5 separate regions of the Sus scrofa genome follow, and regions 2, 3, 4 and 5 are each linked to region 1. The links are chromatin contacts, called in public Hi-C, HiChIP or PLAC-seq and promoter capture Hi-C maps. All regions are on one chromosome and are shown on one strand. The core of a region is the stretch at or near the end of the contact, and the rest is flanking DNA. Distances in the headings are between cores, read along the strand shown. Region 1 holds the start of TBPL1 (TATA box-binding protein-like protein 1). Region 2 holds the start of RPS12 (ribosomal protein S12). Region 3 holds the start of HBS1L (HBS1-like protein). Region 4 holds the start of ALDH8A1 (aldehyde dehydrogenase family 8 member A1). Region 5 overlaps ALDH8A1 (aldehyde dehydrogenase family 8 member A1).

What was found. Promoter capture Hi-C pulls out the DNA fragments that hold promoters and counts their contacts. Hi-C and Micro-C count contacts between places; a contact is called where the count stands out from the background. HiChIP or PLAC-seq counts read pairs in DNA pulled down with a chosen protein or histone mark.
Region 2: a contact with region 1 is called in an H3K27ac HiChIP or PLAC-seq map of alveolar macrophages. The contact joins the promoter of RPS12 here to the promoter of TBPL1 in region 1. A contact is called at or near these places in 12 of 47 Hi-C or Micro-C datasets (brain, embryonic fibroblasts, fetal skeletal muscle and 7 more) and 2 of 2 datasets of contacts at active chromatin or transcription factors (alveolar macrophages and skeletal muscle).
Region 3: a promoter capture Hi-C map of liver shows a contact between it and region 1, with 10 times the contacts expected there. The contact joins the promoter of HBS1L here to the promoter of TBPL1 in region 1. A contact is called at or near these places in 1 of 5 promoter capture datasets (liver), 2 of 47 Hi-C or Micro-C datasets (heart right ventricle and liver) and 2 of 2 datasets of contacts at active chromatin or transcription factors (alveolar macrophages and skeletal muscle).
Region 4: a contact with region 1 is called in a Hi-C map of liver, with 8 times the contacts expected there. The contact joins the promoter of ALDH8A1 here to the promoter of TBPL1 in region 1. A contact is called at or near these places in 4 of 47 Hi-C or Micro-C datasets (embryonic fibroblasts, fetal skeletal muscle, liver and 1 more) and 1 of 2 datasets of contacts at active chromatin or transcription factors (alveolar macrophages).
Region 5: a Hi-C map of adipocytes shows a contact between it and region 1, with 3 times the contacts expected there. The contact joins the enhancer-like site here to the promoter of TBPL1 in region 1. A contact is called at or near these places in 3 of 47 Hi-C or Micro-C datasets (adipocytes, embryonic fibroblasts and psoas muscle) and 2 of 2 datasets of contacts at active chromatin or transcription factors (alveolar macrophages and skeletal muscle).

What each region holds. Positions count from the first base shown.
Region 1 is chr1:29,935,515-29,938,034 of Sscrofa11.1, forward strand. TBPL1 (TATA box-binding protein-like protein 1) reads right to left here and starts at 1,259. Exons shown (of 7, transcript XM_003121192.5): 1 at 968-1,259.
Region 2 is chr1:30,922,134-30,924,653 of Sscrofa11.1, forward strand. It overlaps RPS12 (ribosomal protein S12), which reads right to left and starts at 1,259. Exons shown (of 6, transcript NM_214363.1): 1 at 1,227-1,259; 2 at 1,041-1,091; 3 at 735-851. The coding sequence starts at 1,054. It overlaps SLC18B1 (MFS-type transporter SLC18B1), which reads left to right and starts at 1,584. Exons shown (of 15, transcript XM_013988257.2): 1 at 1,584-1,862.
Region 3 is chr1:28,967,515-28,970,034 of Sscrofa11.1, forward strand. HBS1L (HBS1-like protein) reads left to right here and starts at 1,264. Exons shown (of 18, transcript XM_021087600.1): 1 at 1,264-1,487. The coding sequence starts at 1,445.
Region 4 is chr1:29,059,418-29,061,937 of Sscrofa11.1, forward strand. ALDH8A1 (aldehyde dehydrogenase family 8 member A1) reads left to right here and starts at 1,265. Exons shown (of 7, transcript XM_021087621.1): 1 at 1,265-1,471. The coding sequence starts at 1,334.
Region 5 is chr1:29,083,400-29,085,919 of Sscrofa11.1, forward strand. It overlaps ALDH8A1 (aldehyde dehydrogenase family 8 member A1), which reads left to right. Exons shown (of 7, transcript XM_021087621.1): 7 at 1-416. Among named protein-coding and RNA genes, the nearest start is that of ALDH8A1, 24 kb to the left of the region's middle. Within about 2 kb of position 1,257, at least 18 of the 83 cell types and tissues checked have an H3K27ac peak or open chromatin away from gene starts, as enhancers often do. A contact at or near this core is called in embryonic fibroblasts, where this site is marked.

The DNA.
Region 1 (2,520 bases), core at 9-2,508:
CTTTTTCAATTTCCCCAGGGAATCTGTCATTGTTTCTTCACACAAAAAATCACACCAAGCTTGTTTCCTTTTCTTTCCTTGAGCCAATTTTAAAGCACTGTTCTTAACCCTATATACACAAGCCCACGCTGGTTAACTGCCAGTGTTGCTTTGGAACTGCAGGTGACAGATGCAGTCAGAGAGCTCACAGATGTGGATTGGCTGCAGCCTGAATCCTATTGCAACGAGAACACTGGCAGCGCCCGCAGATGCACATCGCGGCAGAAGGAGTTTAAAAACCATCATTCCCAATTAAATTTACTTTAGGGCTCTTACTGGCAATCATTATGCGCTAAATCCCGACTCTCAACCCTGCTTAGCCCTACCTACTCTTCATTTTACCTTGCTCAGTTCCGGATCCTTCTTCATCAAGCCTAATTTTGGTTAATACTACCACTAATAATAACAATAATAATAAAATTAAACGGGGCTGTTGCATTGCCAAAACCAGGAACCGACAAAGATGTAATTTGGGAGCCTTCCCGCCGCGGGAGAGGCCGCTGGAAGTTTTCTGGGAAGCAACGGACCCCTAGCATCTTTGCCCGATTTCTGTGCTCCTGGGTGAGGGCTCCACAGATGGGGAATCTCCCTTCTCCTATCTTTCCCAGTGGTGGCTTAAGAGGAAAAACAAAACCCCTCTTTTCTTATCCTCTACTCCGCTGGATAACGCTCCTAGGCAGTGACGCCCCACCCCCACCCCGTTATCCCTGATGAGATCCCCAAATATCACCCTGTCTTCCTAAGTACTGGAGCCTCCCTCGTACCCCAGACTGATTTCCCGCATCTGAGCTCCTCTCCTCCAGGCATCCGCCCCCGCACACCCCACCCGCAGCACTGCCTCCGGTTCCGCACACACCCGCCCCGCAACCGGCACTCAGGCCGCCCGGTCGCCCGCGCTCCCCCCGCCCAGAGTCGCCGACTGGGTTACCGTGGGAAGAGCGGGCGGCGGCAGAGGACGCGGCGGCAGCGCTGCTGCCGGTTTCGGCGGACGCGAAGGATAAGCTGGAGGACAAGGATGATGATGAGGCGGGCGCGCTCCCCAGTCTCCATGGAACTCCCGCCCCGGCCCGTTGCTAGGAGCCCCCAAGGCTCGGGCTCCGTCTTTCTCGCTTTGTTGTTCCGGGTACGGGGCGGCCGCCGCTTCCCCGCGACAATAAATAGACTAGACGCGGGGGAGCATAGAGACACCGCGCGGAGGCTAGAGCGCCGCCGGACAGGGCGCCCCTAGATGCCTCGCTAGCCGCTCACTTCCGGCTTTCACTGCTCCCAGCACTTTCCCCCCCGCCCCTTCCCCCACTTTCCCTTCCTCCTTCCTGGTGCCCAGATCTGACTCCGCCTGCCTACGAGCTTGGCGAAGTAGGGTAATGAGGGGGAAGGTGTGATTAGGCTAGACTTTTTCTTTTTTTGCTTGAGAACTGCTTAAAAGATTTCCGAAGAACTATGTATCCCTTGTACATTTTTAGCTGGTAGGTAAACATGAGTACGTGATTTCTGGCGTACAGTGTAATATGAACGATTTTTTTTTTTTTGGCCAAAACCTTAGAACTTTCTCGTTAGCTCATTCAATTTCTAGAAAAGGTCCACCGTTCAACATTGTTAGCGAAGCTAGACCTTAGCAACTAAATCTGTCTTATTATTTCTAGCAAAGATACTGTCTTATCTGAAAAGGGTCCTACTTAGCTTTTTCAGTTAAACGCGTTTCCGGCACCGCGATCACGCTCTCATTACGGAATTATAATCTTAGCGTTGGGATGTGAAAGGGTGGATATACGGATGGACTGATAGAATGGATGGATATAGATAGATAGATAACGCAGGGAGTTTAGGTCACACTTCTGTCGCCTGTCCCTATGATATTCCTTACTCGGGCTTTGCAGTCAAGACTCTGCCTTGGGAGCGGGGAGGCACTTCAGAGGCTTTTACCCGTAGCCGGATCCAAGAAGGATGGGAGGTGGCAGAGGGCAGCTGCAGGCTGGGACTGAGATGCTGCGCAGGAGTCGCGGCGGCTCGGCTCACGAGGAAGCTGGCCGCCTGGGAGTGAGACCCTTCTCGGCTCTGCGCCGAAGTAGCCTTGGAATGATCCGGGCGAACCCCGAGGGGCGTGCAGTCGCTAGTTTGAACCGCCAAGCTGGGGCCCTCGGGGCCCTTCGGGGGGTGACTTGAAAGGCACTGCCTGCGGGAGCGAGACCGAAGTAACGGCCCCCGGAGCTCCAGGCAGCTTGGAACCCCGAGCCCCCGCAGCTGCCTTCCTAGGCCGGCGCAGGCCTATGCTCCATAGCTGGCCTGCAGTCAGAAGAAGCCTCTGGCCCTAGATGAGACTAATGGGCAGTTCTGATTTTATAAAAGGCCGTGAAGCGGGCTCAGGTGTACCTGGTCTCTGTTTGGTGTGAATCTGAATTGAGCGTGAAAAATGGTAACACCACAGCCCTTTTGAAAGAGAAGACCTGGGTCGATTTCTGGGGGATTTGGGAGTAGACAACA
Region 2 (2,520 bases), core at 9-2,508, 990 kb after region 1:
GTTTGTATGTAAAAACTAACTTACTCATTAGTTACCCATTACTAACCCAGACAGTAACACTGCTCAGTATTGTCAAGGTACAAATAGTGCAGGAAATCCATACCAGGTATTTCCAACAAGGAATGCTATTTCCACTGGACTCAACTGGCCAGTGTACTACAATTAACAGAACAGAAACTCACACATCTTAGTACCCTTAAAGATCATTTAAATTCACCTCAATTAAATAGTTGCTTTGCCAATGTAACCACTCCAAAAACCTAACCAATTTATAAATGTCCCACACTCACAATGACCTCTACAGCTAAAACACTTATTGAGTTCACCTAAAAATCCAGGTACTTCTGCCATGTTAATAGTTCAAAATCTACATGTATTAATGAAGGTTCTTATGGATTCCCTAGTTAACAGTGCATTAATAGCCCCACAACCTACAGGTTTGTCAGACTATTAGATTTCACTCATGGAAAGAGTGAAGGGGTATCCGACAATTTAAGTCATCACTCAAACGCTGTAGTTCCATTTTAAGAAGCAAGGGCGCACCCCCACTCCAAACCTACACCCTTTTAAGTGGGCCGTTAAAAGATCTAAGTTTATACCTTTTCCTAGGTTTCCTGTAGAACGGATGCCATTCACAACTTTTGTGCTAACAGCATGAACTTCACGCTCTCTTCCCTTGGCTGCAGTTTTGTTCCAGATCCAACACCCCACAGTATTGAGACTGATACACGTACTTGTCTAAGGCTTTGGCAGCTTCGCGAATTCCACGTGCTAGGCCATCATGGATGAGGGCGGTCTTCAGCACCTCTTGTAGAGCAGTATTAACGTCCATTACACCTCCAGCAGCAATGCTAACACGGAAGAGTTAAAAAAAAGAAAAAAAATCAAAAAACCTCCGCACACCATCTAATGCTTTGGACAAAACAGTCGTTGGCGAGATTAGATCATAGCCGCGTAGAGCGCCACAGCAAACCCAGAACCCACGCTGCGGGCTCGCGGCCCGCGCCTCGCCCGTTTCGCCACCCCAACCCTGAGCTCACCCTTCCTCGGCCATGGCGGTGGGTTACGGGTGGAACCGAATCTTGAGCACACTGCAATAGGAAAAAAAAAAGAAAAGAAAATCCTGGTTAACAAACTGGGTTTAGACCTAAACACTTATCGCCAATCTCATCTGAAAAACACTGAGCCACACTCCGCAAACACCACTCTCGCCTTGCTCTACTCACCCCGAGCCTCCGCCTCCGCGCGACTCGGCGGCGGCAGGGAAAGAGAATGTAGGCTCCCGCATGACGGTATTTAAGGGTTTCCCAGGACCCCTATGCGCATGTGCACTCCCTCCCAGGGAAGAGCTGGCTTTAGCAGTGCCGGGCCTCGAGAATTTCTGTTTCCGGATTGAAGCGGTTCTGTGGCAGGGGTCCTACTAGTCTTCTGACTCTGCTCGGCCGGTCTTAGGCCCACGCAGCAGGCACTAACGCGGGCAGCTTCCCAAAGTTTTTCCACGCCGAGGGTGGGGCCTACGGAGGCCCAGAGAGCTCGTCCTACGGTGCGCGAGAAGGGCCAAGCCCTCCTGCCAATGTGGTCTTGCAAGGCCCCGAGTCCTGGAGCAATCGCAGCCCCAGTTTTAACGCTTAAGACACCGTGGTTGTAATTTCGACTCCACTAATGGGCCTTCCCTGAGCAGCACACTCTCTCACTTCGCTCTTTAAGTCACTCTGAATGCTGGTGAATTTATCATTCTTTGGGTGATCTGCGCGCGCCCGTGCGTTTTCATAAAACGAAAGTCAACACGTTTTCGTTACTTCTAAGCAAATCGAAAATTCCACTTTCCCGCCGGCTGTTAACTGGAACGTCTGGCCAGCCAGGTATTTGGTAATGGTTTTCTAACGCAGTTGGTTCTAAACGAAGTTTGGGGTTTGAAAATAAAAATAAAAAACACTAAATTGTCCCCTGAATTCGTATTCCCGCCCAAATCGGGATTCAGCAGGTGCATTTGAAACACCTACAATGTAGCAGACGTAGAGACAGGGTCTGGGAATATAGAGATGAAATCGTGGTCTTTGAGAAATCTGGCATTCATTTCGCCTTTCCGGACTGGCGAAATTAGGAGTGGAATCCAGTTTTAACTCTGACTTTTCGGGAAGCAACATTTTGAATGTTACATTGGTGGGCCATTCCCCACCAACGCAAATATCTGAAATACAGCCAAATGTAATTGGCACAGTCCTTTTTCTCCTGTTTAAACTTATTCTCCTGACAAGTGCCAAACTAGTTAGCAATTATTAGGCATTTGATAGGTGCCAGCACTATGCATACAGTGAACAGAGACAGGTAACTTGAGTACTGTGAAGATAACAAAAATAAGTCACATAATAAGAGTGTGAGGGAGAGTTAGCCAGAATAATGATATACTGGAATTTTAATAAGTTGATACAGTTCATTTTTAGCTTTCAAGTGTTCATTTTTAAGTGTTGAACCAGCTTCTTTCCATCCATAAGTCATCCTAAAAAAATAGTTCACTTT
Region 3 (2,520 bases), core at 14-2,513, 970 kb before region 1:
GGTTTAAATCCCAGTCCAGGTTTAGGCTGGGCTGGAGTCCTGGCACATGGGTTCAAGTCCCAATCTGTGTTCTGGCTAGGTTCAGGCCCTTAGTGCTGTCAGTTTCATTTATAGATTTATTCATTAATGCTCATCACCACTTAAGGCCAGTGCTATGTCAAACAAGATATATTTAATACTCAGCGTGGTACTGTGTTCAATGAATGCTCAACGAAGCCATCTTTATGATGCCATTTACAAGGCTAAGGGCAGACAGTTGTTTATTAGTAGTATTAATACAGGGTGGAGCATAGAATAGGAAACCGTGAATCACACACACAAATGCATGGTTCCTATAATAGCCAGGATCTTAATTAAATCATACATACTTGTTTTAAAAGAGTCTTTTTCCCCCCCTCTAAGCTTAGACTAATCCTTATGAGGCAGAATACTAACTCAGGTAGTCAGTGTAGGAGCAAGGGCTTCAGTGCATTCATTGCTGAGGCTATTGATTAACATTTGTGGCTTAGGGGCTCCAGAGTGTAACATCCCCACAGGCCTTGTTTACTGTAGGGAGTGTACCTATATCCAGATGGACATTAACTGCTAATCCCTTGTGACTCAGTTTACAGGAAGAAAAGGGCAAAGAAACCGTGAGACCTACAGGACATTTCCATCCCTAAAACTCCTACTGGATCAGGACTGATAAAAGGTAATTGAGCAAGGCCAATGGGATTAAAAACCCCAACTTTCCAGACCCCACGTTGGTACCCCCCACCTTTAAGGGATAAAAAACCCCTATAGGACAATAGAGAAAGGGGGCTTTTTAGCCACCCCCCCTCCTGTCCCAGCAGTCCTGGGAGCGATTTGCTTTCCCGTAATAAAAACTTTGCTTGCCTGTGGCCTGTGCATTCTTGAACTGCGTGAACAAGAACGCGGATTCTGATAACATATTTCTGGCATCACTTATACCAAATAAATATATGTTAATGTGCATTAGAGCCTAAGTAGGCTCCAAAGATGGAAGTTGGGTAAGGCAAGGTTCCAGCTCTTACTGAGCAACTTGTTCACTAGATTATCATAAATTAAATTTAGAAAATAACCTGGAAAGCTGGCTTACCTCAAACAACCTCCACCCATACCATTTGCTCTAACCCAACGAATTATAGGTGAGATTCCGCTCTTTCAAGAGCCCCGCCGGCCAACCTATCTGGGGGTGGGGCAGTCTAAACGCGTCACGCCCACCTCCCCGGACAAGCATGAATGCGCATGCGTCCTCAGGGCGGCCATGACCCTGAGAGGTTGCCGTACGCGGATAAGACGTTGCGCGTGCGCAGACGCTCAGCGCTGAGGCCGGCCGGAAGCCAAGATGGCGTATAGGTGTTCTCCAGGCCGCAGTCTGCGCCTTGTCGCTCTCTGAGCGGGTATTTTGTAAGGGGCTGTGGCAAACGCCCTCTCTGCCGTCATGGCCCGGCATCGGAATGTCCGAGGCTATAACTACGATGAAGGTAGGTGTCGAGGTCATGCCGGGATGGCACTTTAACCGTTCCAGCTGGGATCGCAGCGGGTTGGCACCTACTTGGTATGTTTGTTTCTCGTTATTGGAACCAGGCTGGGGTTCAGAGGGGGCTAATTTGTGGACAATAACTGGACGTTTGAGTGTCAGCAGATGGCATAGTTTTATGTCGTGGTTTTTGCCCTTCGGGATTGATTTTTATGTAAGGCGGGGGAGGTGCTGCAGGGCGTCATATGGGAAGGACATTCGATGAGGTTGTGGTGATACTTAAGGCACGTAAGCATGATCACCTCTCCCATTGTTTCCTCCCAGGTCGGCTACACACTTTACTACCTCAGGCTCCTCTTCCCCTCTCTCCTTTCAATAATGCCCGTGAAACATTCTTATTTGTAGAACATGGATTGACTTAATGCTTACATTCAACCGTTCAGCTGTAACTGTTAGATTTACGTGATAAATCTTGTGTGTTTGTTTATAGATATTTAGTGCAAAACCTGGCTTGAGTTAGCAGATTAGCTTATTTTCTATGCTTTTCAAATTAAATTGGAAACTTAGGAGATGGTTGAAAACACATATTAAAAAGGCCCAAAGAGTAAGTTGATCGGATGATGTTGAGGTGTGTACTTAGTTCTTGATTGGTCATGCTCAACATATATTTTTTGGGGAAAAAAAACAGTAAGCAGTACTAAAAGAAAGGGGGCCTCGAAAAGAACTTAATGATTTTAAAGGTGAAACAAAAGAAAAAAAATGTGAAGGTTGTCTAGGAGTTTAAAAAGAGAATTCGTTTGGGACAAGCACAACTTCTCTGCAGTGGATAACTATAAGCATCACCAAGCATCATACAAACTGTAAACATATGGATTGAATACAAAAGAAATACCTATCACTTTGTAAAGTGCAGAGCATAAAATGTGTTTAGTATATACTAATGGTTGTTACTGATACTAGTAGCAGATTATTCTAGAACATCAGAGTGCACTAATCATAGTGAGAGGCAGCTAACACCCTGTGCTACATTTGGATAC
Region 4 (2,520 bases), core at 15-2,514, 880 kb before region 1:
GGGCCGGTTTCTTCATCTTCGTGGCGTATCTGGGAAGATGTGGCGGCGGCAGCCCTGGTTTCTAGATGGAGAGGTGGTTCAGGGGCAAGGAGGCCCAGGAAGAGAGCAGCTGGTGAGCGGTGGAGTGAGAGTCTGCCTTTAGCTACCTCTGGGCTAAAGGCAGTGATGCATTGAGGGAAAAGCACATGATTTGGAGACCAAAGGATTAAGGTTCATCCTTACCAACTATGCATGTTTGGACAAATTTCACCACTCTGAGGCTAGTTTTTTTTTTTTTTTTTTTTTTTTTTCCTACAAAAGGGAAGTAATGACATTACTTTCTATGGGATTGTTGTGCAGAATAAATGAGTAAATTCATATAAAGGACCTGCCTCAGGGCCTGGCACTTAATCAGTGTTTGAACAATGAATAGTTTCAATAAAATGATATACACAGATGCCTTTTGACCATTTTATTTATTTTTTATTTTTTTGGCCATGGCGTGCAGCAGCTTGATGTGGGGTCTCAGTTCTCAGACCAGGGATTGAACTCAGGCCACAGCAGTGAAAGCACTGGATCCTATCCACTAAGCCACCAGGGAACTTGCCTTTTGACCATTTTAAAGGGTCGCATAAGCTGATGTTAGTTTAACATGCTTTTTCTCTCTGTCTCTCTCTCTTTTTCTTTTTAGGGCCGCATGTGTGGCATATGGAGATTCCCAGAATAGGGGTTGAATTGGAGCTGTAGCTGCTGGCCTACACCACAGCCACAGCAATGTTAGACCCGAGCCTCGTCTGTGACCTACACTGCAGCTCACACCAGTGTCAGATACTTAACCCACAGAGTGGGGCCAGGGATTGAACCCACATCCTCATGGATACTAGTTGGGTTCATTACTGCTGAGCCACAATGGAAACTCCTAGTTTAGCATGTTTTTATCCATTTCTCATAATGTACTGAATGACTGGGAAATACTTGAGAACTTTCTTCATTCAGAGCTTGAAGACTGAAATGGGTTAAGGATCCAGCGTTGCCATGAGCTGTGGTGTAGATCACAGATGCGGCTCGGATCCTGCGTTGCCCTGGCTGTGGTGTAGGCCAGCAGCTCTAGCTCCCATTCACCCCCTAGCCTTCCATATGCCAGGGGGTTCCGGCCCAAAAAGCAAAAAGACAAAAAACAAAAACAAACAAACAAACAAGACTGAAATGCTCTCGGAGAATGTCAGGTCTCCTCCCACTTTCACTGGTTGGCAAATGAGGGGCACGGGGGCTGGGAGCGAGGAGGAGACTAAGCCGGGGGTGGGAAAGGTGGCAGGGACAACGCCGAGGGGAGAGGCAGGCGGGTCCTTTAACTATGGCTGGAACGAGGGCACCCTGGATGCTGGAAAACTTCATAGATGGGAAATTTTTACCTTGTAACTCCTATCTGGATTCCTATGACCCCTCCACAGGGGACGTGTACTGCCGGGTACCAAACAGTGGGAAAGAGGAGGTGAGTATATCAGCGCAGAGAAGATGAATGCGCTTAGCCAGTTGGTGACTGAATTTTCCAGGAGCAGAGGGGATTGAGAAAAGAGGTAGGAGTGGTAAAAATGAGCTGGAGATTTTAGTTCTGAGAAGGCTTATTCGTAACTGAGTATGTATAATACACGGAACAAACCTCAGGTTCCTATATGCAGAAGCAGATCCTAATCTGGGTAGCCTAACATGCAGCCACATTTCTCAGACACGCCTTAAAGGTGGGCTAGTAAAATGTATTATTTGTAAGAGTCATCAGTATTATCAAGCTCTCTCTTTTCTCTACTAAGTGTTGCCTAAACTTGCCATTCTATTCATGGGTTTCAAAAACATCGTGTTATTTCATGAAAATAGACAGAACTTTAAAACTCAGGGATTTATTTTAGATTATCCTCTAATAATTCTTCATGTCTTCAAAATTTTCTAGTAGGGAAAATCAATCATTTGAATGATGACATGCAGAATCAAATTCCCATATATTTTTGGAGTTAAATTTAACACTGCCACTATTTTTCTTACTCAAAGAACTTAACGGCACACCTATTAAACTTTTTGTCAATAATGTAGAATGAATGTTGTTGAGGAATTTTGTAAAATATTTGAGATATATTAGATAATTATCAAATATCTAACTATCAAAACTCAACTAAATATGTAACTATTGAGAGTTATCAAATATATAACTATCAAAACTACATAACTATATAACTATTGAGAATGTAAATATATCTGGGTAAAAATGTGGCTGATATAGGTACACTCATCTAAAGCCTAAAGGATTTGAACTGATTTTAAGAGATAAAGGTAATTGTAGCCTTTGTATATATAAATAAGTACTATATGCAATTTTTAAAGAACTAAGCATTATTTATCTATTGTTAATAATATTTTAAATCTGTCTTGCATTAAAAAAACCTTTAGACTTGTGGATTAAAGTTTGCAAATATTGGCTAATTTGTTGGTTAAACTGTAACCCACAATTTTGTTTGCTTCAAGTGACCTGGGATAGATGTGGGACACGGA
Region 5 (2,520 bases), core at 7-2,506, 850 kb before region 1:
TGAACTGCCTCGGAAATAAGATGAAAAAGGGTCTTAAACTGTTAGCTGTAAATCAGGCCTAGAAAGGAACTGGCCCAATTTAGAGCACAGTGGACAATAGGTAGTGATTGAAGAATGCTGATTAAAAAATATGTTTAAGAGTTCCTGTGTGGCTCAGTGGGTTAAGGTTCCGGGTGTTGTCACTGCAGTGGCTTGGGTTGTTGCTGTGGTACTGGTTTGATCACTGGTGCCTGGAAAACTTCTGCATGCCTTGGGCACTGCCAAAAAAAAGATGTTTTATAATCTGGACGATCTTAGATATGTAAAAATGTATTTTAGAGTAAAGGAAACAAAACACTATTCAGAAGTCACGATAAGATGAAGCGAATTGAAATGTAACATGACTTGGGAAAATAAAGGGGTATAAGTAAAAAGAATCATTTTTTCCATCATTTTTTTTGGAGGGCTATTTTTGGCAGCATAAAATTAAATTACTATCTTTTAAAATTTTTTATTTTCCCTTTTTGGTTGAAGGCTCAGCGTGTGAAAGTTCCTGGACCAGGGATTGAACCCTCCCCACAGCAGAAACATTAGATCTTTAACCCGCTGCGCCACCAGGGAACTCTCACATTTTTATCGTAATGGGCCTTACGTACTACTTGATGCTGCAATTAATATTTATATGCGTTGAATATTTGAATATCTGCTACTGGCTTTCAGTTTGTAAAGTCAAAGTGTTTTGGACACTTTACTAAATTACCCATGGAAGATGTCCTCCAGGGCCCTGGGTCCTGCTAGTTTGCTCAGTAGTTTCTGGAGAGGTTGACCCAGGAGAAAACCTTCCCCTACTTCACCTCTTCTTTCCCTTCTTCCCACGTGGGGAGGGTGAGAGGCTTGCCATCCTCATGGGATGTCCCCCTAAGCCTGAGCCTAGACTTTTTAAAGAGATCTCCAGAGCCTGTGGTCCTTTGCTTTGGATTCCTTCTCTCCTGGCCACTCCTGGGATCTTTGCTTGGCGTTGCCTACAGTTTCCTATGACCCCCCCATTAATGGTGGGTGGATCTACCTCTAAGATGTCCCAGGGGTGAGTCCCTCACTTCAGACGCTGCAGATGAAGGTTTCAGGCTGTACTTTAAGGAAGACATTTTGTTCATGGGTGTCTAAAGTAAGACTTCTGGAATGTGTCCTGTTTTTTATTAGTCTAACAGCCCCAGGCATCCACGTTGTCAATCTCTACGCCCCGCTTGTCAGCGCCCCAGCGGCTGACTCATCCAGCCCGTGCAAAGCATCGGCGTCACTACGCTGAGACTTCTGCCAAATGAATGCTAGGTAGCTCTTCTGGGAAGAGTCATGTTTCTGATTGCAGCTGGCCATTTATCAAGGGTCTGGCATTTGCCTAATCTCATCTGTTGGCCCAGGATATGCCATCTCCGTGCTCTGATTAAGCTTTCCCTCCCACACCTCATTGCGTTCCTCATCCACATTCCTCAGTCCAGTCTTATTTCAGGAGATAGCATTGTACTCCAATCTCATATAATTGTCATTCCAGTGTGACTCAACGATTTCCAACAAAACAGTGAATACTCCAAATACTCCTTGGAAGAGTAAGAACTGTTGGAATCATTGAATCATAACAAGGTAGAGTTGCCAGGGATCTTGAGGTCGCCCTGTACAGTTTTCTCCCACTCCCAGGTGGACAAATGAAGCACACAGGGATTAACTGTCTTGCCAAGATCTCATAGCAAAAAGTAGAGGCAGATCTGGACCAACAGAAATATACAAGTATCAAAGAGGTAGGGTATTCTCAGGACAATGGAAATAATTGCAAATTCTGGTAAGTATTTTGGAATTCCCTCCCACAGATAGTAAGCAGCTGGCCCTTGTCTTCACTGAGGATAAGATATGGGAGTGGGGGGAGTTGTTAATTACAGTTTGAGTTTTTATGTAAAAGGAGTACTCCATGCAAATGTTTCAATCTCAGAAGCAGTGAATGGTGGGGGAGAGTGGGAACGCCTTTCTGGAAGACTCCAAGCACAGGAGGTGCCCCTATCAGGGGCGATCATCATGCTCAGGGGTGGGGGTGGGGAGCACTCCGTGATATTGTATAATTTCTGTGATGACGAGAGCTGCCTGGCCGCTGCACCAGGTGCCGGCTGCCTGCGTGGGAGCGGATTCCTTCGGGCATCAAATGCTCTCCCCGCAGTATCTCATCAAGGGGTCCACGTATCAGATCACAAGATCCGCCCCTGGGAAACAGGCAGCAAAGGCGCACGAATTTCTAAATAGTAGAAATCCGATTTTCCTGAGACATCCCTGGGAACAAAGCATGGAAGAATCATCAAGATAGTTAAAAACTTGAAGATCAGCCTATTTATCTCTTCAAGAGAATTTTGAGCTATTTCCCTGACGTTTAAAGTTGAGCAAAGAGAATTCCTGCTATGGTGCAAGGGGATCGTTGGCGTTTCTGGAACACTGGGACCTAGGTTTGATCCCCGGCTAGGCACAGTGGGTAGAGGATCTGGTGCTGCAGCTGTGGTATAG